2 separate regions of the Mus musculus genome follow, and region 2 is linked to region 1. The links are chromatin contacts, called in public HiChIP or PLAC-seq maps. All regions are on one chromosome and are shown on one strand. Each heading gives the region's core, a stretch centred on a gene start, on an enhancer-like site or on the middle of the called end of the contact. The rest is flanking DNA. Distances are from core to core; before and after follow the strand shown.

Region 1 (2,700 bases), core at 164-2,663:
CACTGTCTTTAGAAGTGGGCATCAGATCCCATTACAGATGGTTGTAAGACACCATATGGTTGCTGAGAATTGAACTCAGGATCTCTGGAAGAGCAGCCAGTGCTCTTAACCACTGAGTCATCTCTCCAGCCCCATATTATTATTATTTTTAAAAGATTTATTTATTTATTTATTTTATTTTATTTTATTTTATTTTATTTTATTTATGTGAGTACATTGTAGTTGTCTTCAGAAACACCAGAAGAGGGCATCAGGTCTCATTACAGATGGTTGTAGTCACTATGTGGCTTCTGGGAATTGAACTCAGGACCTCTGGAAGAGCAGTCAGTGCTCTTAACTGCTGAGCCATCTCTCCAGTCTCTCCGCCCACCCCCACCTCCCACCCCCGCAGTTTAAAAATAAGTTATAAGTTTTTGAAGATTTATTTTTTTAAAATCTCTGTGCATACACATACAGGAGTATAGATGCCCACAGGAGCTAGAAGAAGACATTGGAAGTAGAGTTACAGGCAGAAGTGAGTTGCCTGATACAGATGCTGAAAACTGGACGGAGTCCCCTGCAAGAGCAATGTATGCTCTAGCCTGCTGAGCCATCTCTCTAGCCCCCTTCCTCAGACCACACCTTTTAAATTATTCACCCATCAGTGGATATTTCAGAAGATTTCATCCCCTTGCAGTGGTCTTTAAGGATCAGTTTTTTTTTTTTTATTCCTGTGGTAATTGTTGACTCATTTTTCATCTCTGATTTTATTGATATGACTACTTCCTCCTCTTCCTTCTCTTATGAGCCTGGCTAGATGTGGATGATGCTGCGATCGGGATGGGCAAGCTGGTACTTTCTGCCTGGTGTGACCTATCTCCTTTGGCCCCGTAGTCAGCAGTGGGCTTCTGGGCCATGTGGTAGTTGTCTTTTCAGGTTTTGGAAAGTCTCTGTATTGTTTTCCACACTGGCCGCATTAACTGTCTGTCTCCTGTGGGCATCCTTGCCAGCATTTATTGTTGGCTTTTGTTTCTTCAGTAAGACCTGTTTCACTGGGGTGAGATGTCTCACTGTAACTTCAAATAATTTACATTTCCCTGGTGGTCAGCCAGGCTGAACATTTTTTTTTTCTTTTTTTGTAGTTGTTGACTACTTACTTTTCATCTTCATCTGAGAACTGTCTACTCTCCATTCAGAAAGAAATAGATTAAGGTGGAGGTTTTTTGGCTATTAATTTCTTTTCCAGATGAATAGTTTGAAGATGTTCTCTGTCAGTCTGTAGGCTCTCTCTTCACTCTGCGGATGGTTTCCTTTGCCATTCACAGCTTCGTAGTATGACACAATCCCATCTGTCTATTTTTGCTGTTGTTGACTGTGCATTTAAGGTTTTCTCCAAAACACGGTCTTTGCCAGTGTCTCGGAGTGTTCCTGCTATGGTTTCATCTGGCTTCCTCCTGGCTTCTTCTGCTTCAGTTCTCACTTGGTTTAGACCCATGACCTCTTCTGAGCTGAGGTCTGTGTGCAGCAACAGGACTCCGGTTTCACACTCCCTGGCTGGCTCTTCTATTCCACTTTCCCAGCTCTGTGTATGGAGGAGACTATTCTTTGGCCACTGTGTATCCATGATTCTTTGCTGAAAATCAGTTGACTGTAAATTCATGAATGGATTTCTGGGTTTTAATTTCCATTGGTCTGTATATCACCCTCCACCCCTGCCCAAGGCCAGCATTGTGCTGTTTTGCTTTTTACAGCTTTGTGTTATAGCTTTGGGTTGGTTGTGTCTGTATAAATGGTGAGCCCTTTGTTTAGGTCTTAAAATCCATAGGTCTATAGCTGCTTGCAGTGGTCTTTAAGGATCAGTTTTTATATTCCTGTGGTATTTGTTGACTCATTTTTCATCTCTGATTTTATTGGTATGTTTATTTCCTCCTCCTTCTGCTCTTGTGACCCTGTCTAATGATTATTCAATTTTATTCATCCTTTAGAAAAACTCACCATTGATTTTTGTATTTATTTTAGTCTCTATTTTATTTATTACTGCTTTGATATCTTTTTTTTCCTACTAAATTTGGATTTGATTTTTCTTTTTCTTTTTCCTTGAGTCAGGGTCCCTTTCTGCAGCTCAGACTGGCTTTGGGATTTGCTCTGTAGATGAAGCTGGTCTTCAATTCACAGCAGTCCTCCTGCCTCAGTGTTCCAAACTGTTCCTTCTCTCTCTTTAACTTTAATTTTTAAGTGGCACCTCTGTTACTCTCTCTCTCTCTCTGTGTGTGTGTGTGTGTGTGTATGTGTGTATGTGTGTGTGTGTGTGTGTGTGTGAGAGAGAGAGAAAGAGAGAGAGAGAGAGAGACAGACAGACTGTGAGTGTACATGCCCCACAGTGTGCATGTGTTTTCTCTTTTCTACTATGGCTTCTGGGAATTAAACTCAGGTCACCAAGCTTGCATGGTGAGTGCTTTTACCTGCTAATCCATATTATTAGCCCTGTAACTTGTTTTGTAGCTCAGAGCTTACATGATCTGTTTTGGAGAATAGTCCATGTGCTAGTAAAAAAAAAAAAAAAAAAGAAAGAAAGTGAGTCCCGGCCATTAGATGACCCACTCTGCCTGTATGCTGGGGTCACTTGGTCTACAGTATGGTTTAAATCTGATGGAAATGGGGTATGAAAGTCTGCAGCTACTAACCATATTGGCATCCAGTGTTGCCTTTACTGTGGTATTT
Region 2 (2,707 bases), core at 18-2,517, 200 kb after region 1:
TGGGCTCAAGGGCCAGAATGGGGTAGAAGAACCGGGAAGGTCTAAACTGATGTCCCAGAAGGGGTCTATGGTGGTGGAGACCCCGCTGCAAGGAGAGAGGAAAACACATGAGAACATTTGAGAACCGAAGCCTATTGTGATCTCTGAGGCAGCCCATCTGTCCACAAGGTACCTCAGGATAAAATAGGCCCACAGTCATGACTTTGTTTGAGGAGACACACAAAGTATAAAGTCCTGAGCTACAACCAGAACTCTGTTCTGGGATCCACTTCACAACAGGAACTGCAGAAACACTGCCCAGAAACTAGGTGCCCTGAATGAGCAAGGACAGAGAGCTCCATGCACAGAACATACAGGCCAAACATGGCAGCCCCACAAACAAGTCTGCTGCATTTAACAAAGCTGACTTCTGCCAGGAGGTGCAAGTTACAATACTTAAAAGAGGAAATTCAGAGTAAGAAATTGACTAAATAAGGACGGGAACTGAAGACCACCTGTTGCTAACATACAAGGCCAGAGACTGAGGAAAGACAAAGCCTCAAAGGGGCCCTGCTCCTGGAAAGCCACAGGAGCACCCTGAGATTCCTGTGCCCTGGTCCTGAACCCTGTTCAGACAGCAGGTGGGTATTGAGGGACTGCAGCCAGTTTTAAAGCCAGGAGTGGATAAAAACACTAGAGTGCAGAGGTGAGCCAGAGGAGCAAGGATAAGGCACGGGGTGGGGAGGCTGCTCTAGCCACTGCCAAAGGATCCTTTCTGTTCTGAAGATGAACGCACTAAGGAATGGGCACGCCTGCCCATTGTTACTGTCACTGTATGTCAGCAAATGGAAAAGGAGCCAAGTCACGCTTTGGACCACAGGGGCCAGTGACCTGCCACCTGCAGGTGCAATCTGCCTTGGGTCTTGGCCTTGACTATAAGGAAAGCAGAGAAATGTATATGAAGCTGCCAAGGACATCCTGCTGAGTGCCACAGGAAATCCGGCAGGCCTCCAAGGGGAAGAGGAACCGTCAGACTCAGGCAATCTCTCTCTCTCCATTTCTTGTCTTTTCTACTAGAGGTATTTTATCTCAAATGACCAGAGCACAGCTGTTTAAATAAAACTGTCCCTCACCTGAAACTAGTGTAGGTGCTCCACCATGAGCACCACAGGACCCAGGAGCCTTCCTTAAGGTGGTGCTGAGCTTTAGGCTCGAAGCCCACACAGCAGTCAACCTTGCTGACTAGGAAGTGGGACAGGAAGTGCCCTGGCAAACTGACGCTCACAGTGACTGGCTGGCTGGTGGAGCACTTACTGGCAGACTTGGCATGTAACATCAGACTGGAGCCCACCCGTAAAGATCTGGTCAATGATGCAATTGCAGTGGTTAGGATTGTTGGCTTTCTTCCCATTGTCATCACCTGAGGAACGAGATGTGTAGTTACCATTAGTGATGTCACTAAGACGGTACAAAATAGCCAGCAAGTCCCCACCCACCCAGCAGAGGTGGGAGGACAGCAGGAGGACTAACACTCTATGAAGAGTGAAGGCATTCATTTCAGGAGAGATCTCCTGGTGGTGAGGGTGTGAGGAGGTGGTAATGCCATTCTTCCTTGTCTTTTTTTCCTGACAGGTTAAGGTATTTTTCTGGCTGGTCTTGAACTGGCAGAAGATCTGCCTGCTTCTGCCTCTTGGGTGCTGGGATTATAGGTGTGTATGCCAGCACACTGACTCTGGGATCTCTACTCTTGTACAGAGATTCCCACCTGAAATCCCAGCACTCAGGAGGCTGAGACAGGAGGACCACTGCTTTAGGCCAGTCTGAGCCACACAGTGAGACCTTGCTTCCCAAAATACCCCAAACCAATCAACACAAACAAACAAACAAACTACGGAGGACTCCTTGGAAGCAACCATGCGGTTTTCCTTCCTGGACACAGAACCTGACTATACGGACTATGCAAGACAGTCTGGGTGCACAGCAGCCTTGCTCTACTCCATTTTTAAGGAAACTTGCCGCCTGCCCCAGCCTAGCAGGGAGATGGTGGCAGGCCCACCTTTGCAGTGCCGGTGGAGGACGTCCAGGGCTGCAATGAGGAACTCATGTGCGTCCTGCTGCTCATAACCCGCCAGGTGCCGGGCGTGCGTCCACACCAGGTGCAGCAGCTTGTATGGAATGTGTGGGGAGCGGTGCCCTGAGTAAAACTGTTCAGAGAGAAGGAAAGGGACAATAGGACACCCGCCAGTCTTCATCACACAAAACATCACAGCCGCACTGACTTGTTGCAGTGGACTGTTTAATACTGCATATTGAAAACCAAGGACAGCAACTTAACCAAGTTAACTTAAAAACTGGAAATCACCCCACAGTGTCTGACCCAGGCCCTCACTAACTGCACTATGACCACTACACAGGTTCTTTGGCAAGAGAGAGAGCCCACATGGACCCTCATGTACCACAACGAGGAGACACAAACAAACCTAGCAAGGATGGTGGAATGTTGCACATACACAACACTTGGGAAACGTGCTACACAACCATCCATATCACATGCATGGGAATGGGAATTCTGGGGACAAAAACCTGTGTCACACATTTGTCAACTCACAGAACTATATACTAGGATCTTTTACTGGATGCAAATTATACTTCACTAAGCCTGAGTTTAAAAAAAATAATCTGAGAGAGATGCATTAGTCACATGGTAACTAGCTGCTTGCCCCGGTGA

The links. HiChIP or PLAC-seq counts read pairs in DNA pulled down with a chosen protein or histone mark.
Region 2: an H3K27ac HiChIP or PLAC-seq map of microglia shows a contact between it and region 1, with 6 times the contacts expected there. The contact joins two enhancer-like sites. A contact is called at or near these places in 1 of 15 datasets of contacts at CTCF or cohesin (pro-B cells), 10 of 484 Hi-C or Micro-C datasets (Th1 cells, adipose-derived mesenchymal stem cells, colorectal tumor organoids and 4 more), 3 of 115 datasets of contacts at active chromatin or transcription factors (bone marrow-derived dendritic cells, large pre-B cells and microglia) and 1 of 9 other capture datasets (adipose tissue).

Annotation. Positions count from the first base shown.
Region 1 is chr11:60,961,493-60,964,192 of GRCm38.p6, forward strand. No RefSeq gene overlaps it. Among named protein-coding and RNA genes, the nearest start is that of Gm35681, 16 kb to the right of the region's middle. Within about 2 kb of position 1,414, at least 1 of the 459 cell types and tissues checked has an H3K27ac peak or open chromatin away from gene starts, as enhancers often do. A contact at or near this core is called in microglia, where this site is marked.
Region 2 is chr11:61,159,279-61,161,985 of GRCm38.p6, forward strand. It overlaps Usp22 (ubiquitin specific peptidase 22), which reads right to left. Exons shown (of 13, transcript NM_001004143.4): 6 at 2,036-2,183; 7 at 1,294-1,399; 8 at 1-85. Among named protein-coding and RNA genes, the nearest start is that of Usp22, 14 kb to the right of the region's middle. Within about 2 kb of position 1,268, at least 65 of the 459 cell types and tissues checked have an H3K27ac peak or open chromatin away from gene starts, as enhancers often do. A contact at or near this core is called in microglia, where this site is marked.